Linked DNA regions of Anser cygnoides: region 1 is linked to region 2. A link is a contact called in public Hi-C data. All regions are on one chromosome and are shown on one strand. The core of a region is the stretch at or near the end of the contact, and the rest is flanking DNA. Distances in the headings are between cores, read along the strand shown.

Region 1 (6,494 bases), core at 783-3,282, 380 kb after region 2:
ATGACAAGCACACAGCTCACAGTGCCTTCACTTACCTTCCACACCAACCCATTTTCAGAGCAGATCCACGCTTGTGCTCTGCTCAGATTAAGCATGTATACTCCAAAAAAAATCTCATAAATACGAGCTCATACCTTGTCCAGAATTTAAGTAATAGCTAGGAAAACTGCTGGTTTTTTTCTTCCAGATGTCTACTCGTGAGCGTTGTGTGTTCCAGAGAGCATGCTAACGCCTATATGCGCATGGTTTTCGAGAGTGTCCATATATAGGCAGCATTATAAATAGCTATTTTTATAATAGAAGAGAACTGGCTTTTCATATAGGAAAGAGAGCTTTCTGCATGTAGAAATTATTCTCTTATTCCACCTTGCTCTCGCAGCCTCAGCTCACCTCCCACTCACAGAGCCCCGTTCCACACAACAGAAATAGCCGCTGCCAGGGTCAAACCACACTAGTACTACAGCTAACCGGACCAGCTCTCCAATAACAGTTTCCAACAGGCTAACCCAAACCTCTTTTTATAAAGACGTTTTCTTCACAGCGACTGTGCATTTTTTTTAAATGTTTTCCTGTGGCTATTTCACTACAGAAAAAGACTTATGAAATTGACATTCTCAAGGGCTTTGTTAAGAGCGCAGAGCTACAGTAAACATTTCAATATCTCAACCTCAGAGGGCATTTTCTCCTCATCATTTTTGAGCTAAACTAGAAGGATCCATGAAGAGCGTTAAAACAGAACTGCAATTTCTTTGCTTAAACACCTCAGGTTTTAAGAAACGAGGCAGAACGTAACACCTGCAATGCTAACAGGTTCGCTAAAACTCTGATTGCAAAGCGAGACAAAAGGAAGGAACGAAAACAAAGTTACAGTTTTAGATTTGATTTTGGATGCTGAAACGATAAAAATACCTAACATCAAGCAACATCGTATATCAGATTTGCCGAAGTTGTTGACATTCGAATAATGTTGAAATCAGATGTAATACTTGGAAGTGAGATGTAATATATATATATATATATATATTTTTTTTTTTTTTTTAACGTGTGTGCTTTTAAATGATGCCGGCTGCTTTCAGCTGCAGGTCCAGGCACTGGCAGCAGCGAATCCAAGCAGCCCTAGGTGCAAGACGCTGGCGTAGCACTTGCATCTTGCAGCAAGTGATCGCTGCTGCTTTCACGCTCCCCCTTTCTCCGTGGTCTTTCCCCCACCCTCACATGCAATGCGGTTCCCCTGCACCTCAGAAAAACCCAAAGGCACCAGAACATCGCCGCGACCCCACGACAATTCTGAGTTCATGCTGCGTTTTGGGGTAAATCCTGACTGAGAAGGCCGTTCCCCGGAGGGGCGGTCAGCGGGGGGCTCCCAGAGGTGCCCCCCGCCCCACACCTGCCCAGAGGCCCCCCGGTTAAGGGGGGGATCTCCCCCATCCCCAAATTGTGCCAGCCCAGGCATTCCCCAAACGCTGCCCCCGGCTGCGTGGGCTCGATGGCAGAAGGCGATACACCTCCGCCGCTCGGTCCACCTATTAAAATGGCGCTTCGTGCTTCTACTCCGGGCAGGTATATTTTATTAAAAAAAAAAAAATAGCCTTTTTTTTTTTTTAAAACCTCCTCTCCTTACCGCAGCTCCCCGCTGTGAAGGCAGCGCACGCACAAAGGCAGCCCAGCCTCTCAGCCTGCGCTGTCTGGGGCGTTCAGGCTACATTTAACGGGCGGGGCGTTACGTTCAACACCCTCACGGTGAAATTTTGGGGGTAAAAACACCCCAACGCCCCCGGGGACGGCGAAAGGCAGCGGGGAGCGCCGCTCGCTCCAGCCACGGGGCCGTTACCCCGGCACCCGGCGGCTGCCAGGGCTGGGAGCCGGCAGCCCGCTCCCCTACCCGAGCCCCTACCTCGCTCCGGATCGGCTCCGGTTCCGCTCCGGATCGGCGCCGGCTCCGCCGCTCCCCTCGCACCCGCTCCTCCGCCGCCGCCGCCCCCTCGCCGCGCTCCCCCCGCCCCGCCGCGCCGCGCCTCTCAACGCAAGCCGCTAGCCGCCCCGCCCCGCCCCTGCGCCCGAACTGACGCCTCTCCCCACCAATAGCAGAGCGGAGAGCCGGCTCTAAGCCCCGCCCTCGCTCGTTTCCACCAATGGGGGCTAGCCGTCAGCCTGCCACCGCTGCCACCGCCTCTCCCCTCAGCCTTCCCGGCAGGCTCGGTTGGCTGGCGGCTGCCGAGCAACGGCCGCGGGGCCGGGTCGGGGCCGGACACAGGGGGCAGGGGACAGGGGACAGGGACAGAGACAGAGACAGAGGTCAAGGGACAGGGACAGGGGTAAGAGACAAGGGGCAAGGGACAAGGGACAGGGACAGGGCTAGGGCTGGGGACAGGGCTGGTGACAGGGCTGGTGACAGGGGCAGGGGCAGGAGTGATCCCAGCATCCTTAGCCATAAGGATAACTTAAAGTGAATTTAAATAAAGATATAATGCTGCTGTCTAAATTGTAATAAGTGTGCTACCAGTGTTGGCACTCCATGTATCACCAACGGCTTTTGTGGTCTTTAATTATTCTCCTCTGCCTGTGCTGGTTCCAGGACGGAAGGCAGTGGTGCTACCGGTTACAAACGAAGATAAATGACTTAACGCTTAAAAATAACTAACTGAATTTCCGGTAACATATGCTAGCAATTAAAACAACTTTTTTTTTTTTTTTTCTTCTATCAGTGTGTCTTGTCATTTTAATGTGAGGCCAGATTGTAAGCGACGTGGTGCGTGTCGAATTCCTGTGAGAACGCAGAGACAGGAACATGGCTGTGGCAAAGTCTGAGCCGAGCACCGTGGATTTTTTGTTAAAACTCCACAAAAACAATTTTCTTTTCCTACACTGCTTCTCGCAAGTAACCATTTTCACACACTGACATGTTGTAGTTACTATTTTTACTGAGATCTGCCTTGGTTTGGATGTTTCTCACAATACGCTACGTGACAGAGAGGATAGAACGCTTTATAAGAAACGTTCATCTTGAGCTTTGCTTTAATAAGGACAGCAGTCCGTAATTTTACATGCCAGAAGTCAGATATCATAGCCCACTTGTCTTCTGGGTTTCTTCAATATTCATAATAATATTGTTCTCCCTCGTCTTGTGGTTGTGACAGAAATGTCAGAGCACAACAGCTCTTTGTTTGCTGCCTCCAAAAGCTTGAGGCTCATTTCACACAGCTAAAAAGATGGAATTTACTAAGGTGAACCCTTGCAAATCAGGCGTGGGTGTGGAGGTCAAGCCCCTCTCTTCTGATACGTGTCATGGTCTATAATGGAAGTTTTCTTGTGAGAAGCTAGGCTAGACTCCACCAAGTCGCTAAAATAAGAAAAAATATGGTTTACCAGGTAAAATAAGCATTTGTGACTCTGAATACAAATAAGAAGCGGGTGTCATTCATAATAAGACACCGTTTTTAGGCATTTTTCCCATAAAAACGAGGGGAAAATGCCCAAGTTTGGACCACCTAAGTGTCGTTTTTTCAGGGACTCCAGAGTGGGGCGTGGAGTGATCAAGGCCAGAGACAAATGCATGAAGAAGGCAGCCAGATTGCCTCGGCTTCCTTTCTTGGTCCCGCAGGCACTAGCTGGCTCCGTGTCGGGTTGGCCATCCCGCGCAGATCGGAGCGGTCTGATCCGTTCTGCTGGAAACGGCGTGAAGTGCCAGGCCCGGCACGTGCCTCCTCTGGGAGCCCGCACGGGTCACTGCACCAGCGGCAGGCGTACGGGATCAATGGCTAAACGACATAACGCAGCCTCGGCAGCAAAGGGCTGCTCACCCGCTGCATCCCTGCCGCGCCACTGGCACGCACAGCCAGGTGATGGATGCAAGCATCGATGGGCATACGGGGAGAGGCAAGAGGATATCAAGTGGGCAGCAGATACAGCCCCGACAGGTATAAACATAAATGCATGGAGCAAGAGAGGAGCAGAGCATTTTAGAAGAGCCTTTAAACAGACAAAAATCAATGGGAGTTTTGCCTAGCTAAAAAGTGGAGAAATTGGCACACAGATAGGAGCAGATTATTCATTATTCTTGCTTGCAGTGACATTTCATTACATACAGAAGAAACAGAAACCATGAAGAAGTGAATAGATATTGTTTCTTTCCTAGGGTCTTGAGAGAAAACAATGCAACAAAAGGGAGTGATGTTGCTTTTATTATTACTCTCTACAAACTGGCTGTTGCTTTCCCAGGAACTATGCTCTCAGTTGAGCAAGCACTAATTTAAAGAGTGTTTTGCCACAAATTTCCTATGCAGCATTGCATATTTAATATGTGCAATAAAGGCTGACAGTCACAATTCTCAGGTGGTAGAGTTTGCTGTAACTGCACTGACATCCTTTCACAAAGCTTTTCTTGAAATGTGTATTTTAAAATGTGTAATTTGCAAGTGTTGCTCTTGAATGGGATCATTTAATTTTGAACACTGGGCTCACAATCAAAGAATTATGGCTTTATTCCTCCGTGCAATCGTTTCCACGCAAGTGCTGCAAACTAATTTTTTCCTCCTCCGTTCGGTGGGTGCTGCAACCTTCCTCCACCGACCTGGCAAGTGGGATGTTCCCCAGGATCTGCCTGCTACACGTGTTTGTGGGGATTCAGCAGGGATGTGGGTTTGCTGGGCAGCCCCGTGGCAGAATTGCTGGCTGCCCTGCCCAGCACTTCCAAACCCAACAGAGCCCTTTGGTAGGGGGAAAGTCACATAAGCAATGGTGCCAGCCTGTAAGAAATAGTTTTAGTGTCTTGTTCAACAAGGCTTGTTAAGGCTATGAAAAGTGCCAGTGATCTAGAACTTACCTAATCTGCCTCTTAGTTTATAAATAGGTTTACAGTGCTTAGCCACCTGCTGTATACTCCTCTTATGCATTACCACTGCCCTTTCTTCTGGCTTCCTAAACATGTGTGGGTAGATCGCAAGATACGCGTTCTGCTTTTGCAGAGCTGGGACTCAACCTAATTATAACCCGCAAGATCAAGATGTGACTGTTTTGACTTGCAGAAGCAAAGAGGAATAAATGAGCTGTTGACATTTAATTTGTTTGGATACTCTGAACTCGGTCCACTTTTTACCGTAATTTATTGTGTTTATGACAATGCTGATACCTGATGAAAACCACCCATGTGTGCAAACCATCATTTGCATTGTATTTGCTGATGAAATAAGGTGACTCTTATCAGACGCTTTTGTTGTTCTGAGTCTGAAGTCAATGTGTTTTTATAACTTCTCAATGACAAGAAAATAGTACACAGAGCAAAGTTAAATAATATTTCTTTCCAGCCTACTGTAATTTAGACAATCTGACATTTCAAAGAACCATACGTCTTTATTTCCATAATAACGACCAGTTATGGTTAATGGATTTCATTCACCCTAATATGTCTTACCGTGTGTAATAGGCACCTTCAGTGTGCACGTAGGTAGCTTTGCCCACGAGGTGTTTCCTCCCTGAGCATAATGCATGGTTTTATATCAGCATTTGGTTGGAGCAAGAAAGGGGGAAGATGGCATGACTACAAGGCAGCTTTCTGTTGTAGAGGTCTGCACCTTCAGTGCTGAGGGCAATTCCTGTATGTCTAGACCCATCAGTGTTGCAGTCCTTGATTCATCTCCATATAATGGCACAGACACACATCATTACAGTGCCACAGATCACATCTTATTTCACCCCCTTTCTCCCCATCATGCTCAGGTGTCCCTAGCAATGGTGTCGGGATGAAAACAGTAGGCTAGATCACATATTTTCCTTATTTTCTTATTTTCCAGTGATTGTTTTCTTAAAATCACTTCTGTTTTCAGAGCTCTCTGAACTCTCCATAAACTGTTTCCCAAAGCATGACCTTCTCTCTTTAAACTTAAACACTCTATTTTCCTTCTCTGTCTTACTTCTCCCTTATTCTTCTTCTCGTGGTTGCATTTAAACATTACTTTGTGACTATCTTACTTGTTTCAGTGAGTCATATTCACCTATACAAGCAGTATCCCCCACTTGTGGCTCTTATAACCTGTTTTCTATGAGAATAGGTTTCCATAGGAAAGAAGAATCATTCTTCCTCTCCAGCAGAATTAGAATTTACTAGCTATCTTCCTAAGTCAAGCCTGATGGAGAGCCCATGCCACTACAAACAGCATTTATAAACAGAATCCTAAAACTTTTTGTATGAAAAAATAATAAGTGAAACATTGCACCTAGGCTGACATTGTCCCATTAAATGTAATCTTCAATGAAATCAAAGATATAACTAGCTTTTAATGTATTTTTAACAAGAAAAAAATGTGTATTTTTTCATAGCCTGACATACAGAAGAAAATGTTCTGAAATATGAATTTAAATGTAGCCGTGATAGAAGGTTGCAGAACAACATCAACACTGTTGAGATGTTGCAATTTCCACCTATTGTAGTATGTGTTACCATCGCTGTTGTACCTAAGAGCCCTACTTTTGGCCTGACTCCTTTGTGGACTGGGTGT
Region 2 (5,726 bases), core at 824-3,323:
ACATTATCAGATTTAATATTTGGAGTTTTTAAATTTAAACCAGGTTTCTACACTGTTTACCATAATGCAACAGTATTATCAGCGACAAAAAGCTATTTTAGTTCTAGAGCTGGAAGTGTGTCAAGCGTTTACTATTCGCAGAACCACCGAACGGCTGAGGTTGGAAGGGACCTCTGGAGGCCAGCCTGGTCCGATCCCAGCCCTGAGCACTACACGAAAGCAATGTGAGGCAGTCTGTACAGAAGTTCTTAACACATGGCCAGTACATATTAAAAAAATAAATAAAGAAAACCTTGACCAAACTGGTTTAGTCCTTACCTCACTAACAGCTCCCTAGGTTAGCAGCATTTGGGAGGAAAAAAGGATAAAGAAAAAAAGAGTAAGTAACTGTAACAAACCATGGGGGAGGAGAAATCAGCACATTATTAGCAAACTGGAACACAGTTTACAGGTAAGCTCTGAGTCACAGAAAATCATCTTTACGCTTTACAATATGATCAGAACAGGTATAAAATGCTGCCTGATGGATTAAGACTGTTTCTATTTATTTGCTAATTTATACCTCAATTATAAATGCGTAAGAACACGTAAAGAGAAATCTTTGCATATTTGGCAGTCACTAGGATCCAAAAAACTGCACTGAGATATCCAAAATGGGTCTGGTTTGGACATCTAGGAAAGCACAGCATGTCAGAAACAGGCCAAGTACATGCAGTAAGGAACAAATTTTTGGCATCCATCTTTATATTTTAATGTAATTTAGCTGTAAATTAAGGAATACTTTCAGACACATATTCCATACAGTCCCAACACACACAGGAAGATTTGCTGATGAACCTACTCTCTCATGCCATTCCCATGAAACCAGCCACCCACAGGCTTTCTTGCCAGGGCAAGAAATTACTAGGCAAGTGAATTACTTCAGAAGCACAGTAAGAGATTTGCTCTCAACGTCAAAAAGGCTGTTGATCCCAACTACCAAAAAGCGCCCTTTAACACCGCCAAAAAAAAAAAAAATTGATCTTGCCAATGTGTTTTTTCAGCTAGATTATTTTCTCCTCATGGCCACAGTCATTAAAATGGAATAAGGAAAATGAGAAGATAGAAGAGAATTGTGAAAATGTTTCACGTAAAAGAGATAAAACACAGCAAATGAAACACCAATGCCATGAAATAACACAATTTGAACTAAAATTCAGAAAGAGCTCAAATGACTGTTACTTGAGCAAAGGCAAAGCACTCCAAGAAGGGGCCAGGTGGGTGAATTTTGAAGGGGGCCTGCAAAAGGCTTTCAAAAAGGGATCGCTGCGTTTTATACCGGATTTAGTACGTGTACCAAGGGCCTCTGGACAGGGCACCTATGGGTGCCAGCCTCCAAGCGGCGCCCTGGCCGTGCTCCAGCCAGCACCTTGGGTGGCACGTCCTGCCCTCGTGTGACAGCACACGCCGTGCACATGGCGCACTTCCCTAAATATTAACCTCTCATCAAGGAAACCGGCCCTGCCCTCACGTCAGGCCAGGAGGATACCTGAGGTACAGTTTGCAAGCGCAGGAAAAGACCAGCTGTTTACAGACACCCCCCCACACACAGCGACCATTTTGTTTTTAAACGCAGGGTTTGGCACAGAGCGGACAAAACAGACACCCGAAAGCACTTTATTATTACGACTATGATTGCTGTTTCTCCGCCGGCCCCCTCACACCCGCAGGCCCACACCAACGGCCCCACACGGGCCCCGCCCGCCTCAACGGCCCCAACGGCCGCCCGCGCGCCTCCCCCCCCCCCCCCCAGCGACCGTTGGGGCCGTTACCGCTCCCCCCCCCGTAACGGCCCCCTCTCACCGTCCTGCCGGCGGCGGCGGCGGCGGCCGGGCCGGGCAGCACTCGGGAGAGCGCGGCCAGCAGCATCTTGCGCATGGAGCGGGGAGGCAGGGGGGCGGCGGCGGCACCGGCACCGTGGTGGGCCCCGTCCTCGAGTCTCCTTCAGCGGCTGCAGCGAAGCAGCAGCAGCGGCCGCCGCCGAGCCCGCCCAAGCGCCCGCCCCCGCGGCCGAGCGGCGCGCTGCCCCGAGTGACGGCACCCGCCGGGCGGCGGAGGGCCGAGCGGTGGTTTACCCCTGCGCGCATGCCCGGTAGCGGTTGGGGCCGTTGGGAGCGGCCGTTAGGGGTCGGTCAGGGCTGAGGGGAGAAAGCCGTAAAGTGCCTGAAGGGGGTTTCTCTCTTGCCGTTAAGACCCGGCTGTAAGGAACGTGCTGGTAAAGGCAGGCCTACGCCGGCGCGTGGAGGCAGACTGAGTGTGGGAAGCCGCCTCCCGCCGTGCTGAGCAGCTAAAGATGTCGCTGAGGTAGCAGCGGGGGCACCAGGCGCAGCTGGCCCCCAACAGCCGCAGCTGGCCCCCGCGAGAACGAAAAGCAAGGCGAGAAGACCAGCGAGTTTCTTCAGGAGGCCTTTTTCGTGGAGTATCCTCAGCCAGTGCCACTTCCCAGCCTGGGAAGCAAGCACAGGCTTGCTGCAGTTGTTGCTCTGCAGGCAGGGAGTAGCTCTGCAGCTAGAGAAAGTAAGGGCCCAGGGGGCTGTGGGGAGTTTTCCCCAGAAATTCTGCTGTCCGCACGTGGCAGGATTTCCCTAGCCGCCTGTCAGCATTTACCTGCAGCAAGCAGTGTCCAGAGGTGGGCAGGGGAAACTGAGGCGCTCACTGGGGTGACCCTGCTCTGTAACATTCTCTGCAACCTCTCCCTGCAGAGCCTGCTGCTGTTTTTTCCCTCTGTTATGCTGAGCAAGGTGTTCTTGGTCCTGTCCTGTTCATTATGCCACCTCTGTGTAACATTGTCACCCCTCCTGCCATCTCCTACACACCCAGTTTTTGTTCTTATTAATCCATGTTTCTTGAGCACCTCTAATTCAGAAAACTGGCCTCTGGTCGCAGCTGGGGGCACACTGAGCGCAGGTGATTTGCCTGGGAAGGATGGTGTGGCTGTCAGGGTTCCCTGTGGTATGTGGCAGAATAAGGACTCATGACTTTATTCTTGTGTTTTGTTATTCTGTAGATGATGCTCATCTGCTTCAGCTCAAGAGAGTAAAGTGTCCAGGTGTCCATATGCAAGATGGAAAGCATGCAGGAAACTTGCATACTACGTCTTCAAATAGCAGCACTGTGACGTAAAGGTTTCAGGAGACCTATGAGCAGTTGTTAACTATGGACATGGTCCTGCTCAAAGAAAAAAATCTGTTGTTATTACAAAAGAATGCTGTCAAGCTGATTCCAAGTTCAGTGTAATCTACCTATTCCTTCATCACATGAAATAAAAAAGTGAAGAAATGTTTCTGATTATGCACTTATAGATAAACATGTCATTAACACTTCTAATAGTCATATAATGTAGTTATTTTTGATGGGAAGGGATCCATTTTTGTCCGCCCCTGGAAAAATGGTAAAGCACTGATTATGTTACCCCTGTGACATTTTTACTTTTCATGCTATTTCATCAATATTCATGTGTTTTCTCCATTAAAAGCTCTTGCAACATGTTGAAATAATTAAATCCCTCCCCCCAAAAAACTAGTGCAGAAAGCTAATTCATGAATGAGGTAAACAATGACCAGGAAAATATAAATCATAAGCAGAGAATGCCAATAGAAAATAATTTACTTAATGAAGACGATTATGCAATGTTTCATAATGGAGCACCTTGCCATGTGTGACTCTAGTATTACCACATCAAGGGTGTGTTGCGTGACAGGAGGCCAAAACTCATTGTTTTCTATCATTCTGGGTGTGATCCTGAAATGTTATCACTTGTTTGGATTGCAGCCGCCGTTACAAGCATCTGCCGTCGTGTTAAAGACGGGGGGAGCATCCGACGTTTGAGGCTTGTCCCAGCTCACTGTGTCTACGTCCAGAAGAAAGCAATCCCTGCTTCGTTTCACGAGTCCCCAGTTTGCCGCCTGATTTTTCTTCTTCCCATGCCACCGCAGACCCAGCCCGCAGAAGGCAGTGGTGTGGGGGATCGGCCTGTGGCTGCCCGGTCAGACATCTGCAGCAAAACAGCTTGTGTTCTTGCTGCTTTGGGACGGTGGCCTCTGTGGGGACATCCCACTGCAGGGCGCCTGCCCAGGTCTCCTGTGTGGCACCACGTGGTGGCCCTGACGTCGCAGCAATGATTCTTTGTGCTTATTTAGTTCCAAACGCTTGAAGTAAGCCAAGCCATAGCAGCCCTTCTTAGTGGGGATTCAATGGCATGGGGATGTGACGCTGTGCAGCGTGTTTGGTGGTGCGGTGTGCGGGAACGTGCGTGGGCTGGTGAGCTGGCTCCACTTGGGAGGGCTGGGAAGGAAGCGGGCACAGCCTCACCCCCACTGCTGGGGGGGAGCAGCTGCCAGAGCTGCGCCCTGGCTTCTCACCAGGGGACGGTGGCCAGGTAGCTCCAGCACCATGCAGAGGGATGATGGGGTTGAAAGGTGAACGACAAGACCAGGACCTGTGCCTGAACTGAAGAGTGAGGTTATCAAACAGAACAAATGTAGCCCTAGTTCATTTTCCATCTTCAGAATTTGAATCACCAGCCTCCACTCCAGGTGCATCCTCCACTTCTAAAACTGTTTAAAAATGCTCAGCAGGAAACATCCTTTTTTGGTTGCTATTCCTTCTTCAGAGTTTACATTTGGTTTCTCTCCTTCCATTTTTCTTTCTATCCTCCCCTATCTCATTTAATTCTCTTACCCAGCATTTCTTTTGTTGTTCTTCTCTTCCTTTTCTCAGGTCCACGTTGCTCCTCTACATCCCTTACCAAAAAATGCCTTTTTTTTTTTTTTTTTTATTTTGACTCTCACCCCTTCTGACTAATTCCCATTCAGTCCTACACTTTCGAGTAGTTCCTGTATTAGACAGCAACACTGCTTCCGACTTGTAATACTGGGATGTGCACTCTACATTTATGGGGAAATTACGATTAATTACATTGTCAAAATTCTTAAGATGATTTGTTTCCTTTGGATTTGCTGGACTTTGGAAGAGAAGTAGTTTTCTAGGATCTTCCAGATGTTTTCTTTCTAGCAGTGACAGAAAAATGGATTAAGAAATTACGGTTTCTGTTTGCCATTCTGATTGCTTTAGAATCATAAAATTCCTGCATTATTATTTGGAAAACACTGAGGGACCAAGATGCTACTGAATTTATAATGTAATTTTTCCTTTTTGAGTTTTATCCCTTCATGCCGTTCGTCTCCGTCCTTCCCATTATTTTATGTATTCTGTTTAATCCTCAAAGTAGTCAGTATTACAACAGAGAGAGAAGCATTGCTGTGGAAAAGGCTGCCTTCATTTACGTAGTGAACTCCTGGGAGAAAAGAGATGTTATTTTACCATAGTGGGTTAGCCCAACTGCTGTAGGATTATTTGAACTCAACCTTGCTCAGTTTGAAAACTCCCAAAATGTTGTGTCTGTGATGCGGTTCAGTCCTTCTGCATTTTGAGATTGTACATGTCTCAGATACATATATATATGTGCATACATGTACATATAGTTTCATCCAAAATCAAGGTCTAGGACTTTCTGCAAAGCTCAAGCAAATGCTCTAAACATTTTGTGAAATCTCTGTGTTCATAGAAATCTTTTTAAAATAAATAACTTTTTGCACTTCATGCTTTTTACGCAGGCATCCTCATTCTGCTCTGTTCTATTTCACAGCACCTTACGGATAACATCCCTATTTATATAGCTCCATATA

Evidence for each region. A called contact is a pair of places that touch in the nucleus more often than the background predicts.
Region 1: a contact with region 2 is called in a Hi-C map of liver, with 2.2 times the contacts expected there. The contact joins the promoter of CDKL5 here to the promoter of PDHA1 in region 2. A contact is called at or near these places in 2 of 7 Hi-C or Micro-C datasets (granulosa cells and liver).

Annotation. Positions count from the first base shown.
Region 1 is chr1:129,322,789-129,329,282 of Taihu_goose_T2T_genome, forward strand. It overlaps CDKL5 (cyclin dependent kinase like 5), which reads right to left and starts at 2,033. Exons shown (of 18, transcript XM_066981255.1): 1 at 1,895-2,033.
Region 2 is chr1:128,946,359-128,952,084 of Taihu_goose_T2T_genome, forward strand. PDHA1 (pyruvate dehydrogenase E1 subunit alpha 1) reads right to left here and starts at 2,074. Exons shown (of 11, transcript XM_048066807.2): 1 at 1,843-2,074. The coding sequence starts at 1,917. LOC106037843 (a long non-coding RNA gene) reads left to right here and starts at 2,138. Exons shown (of 6, transcript XR_010826171.1): 1 at 2,138-2,556; 2 at 3,047-4,193; 3 at 5,687-5,726.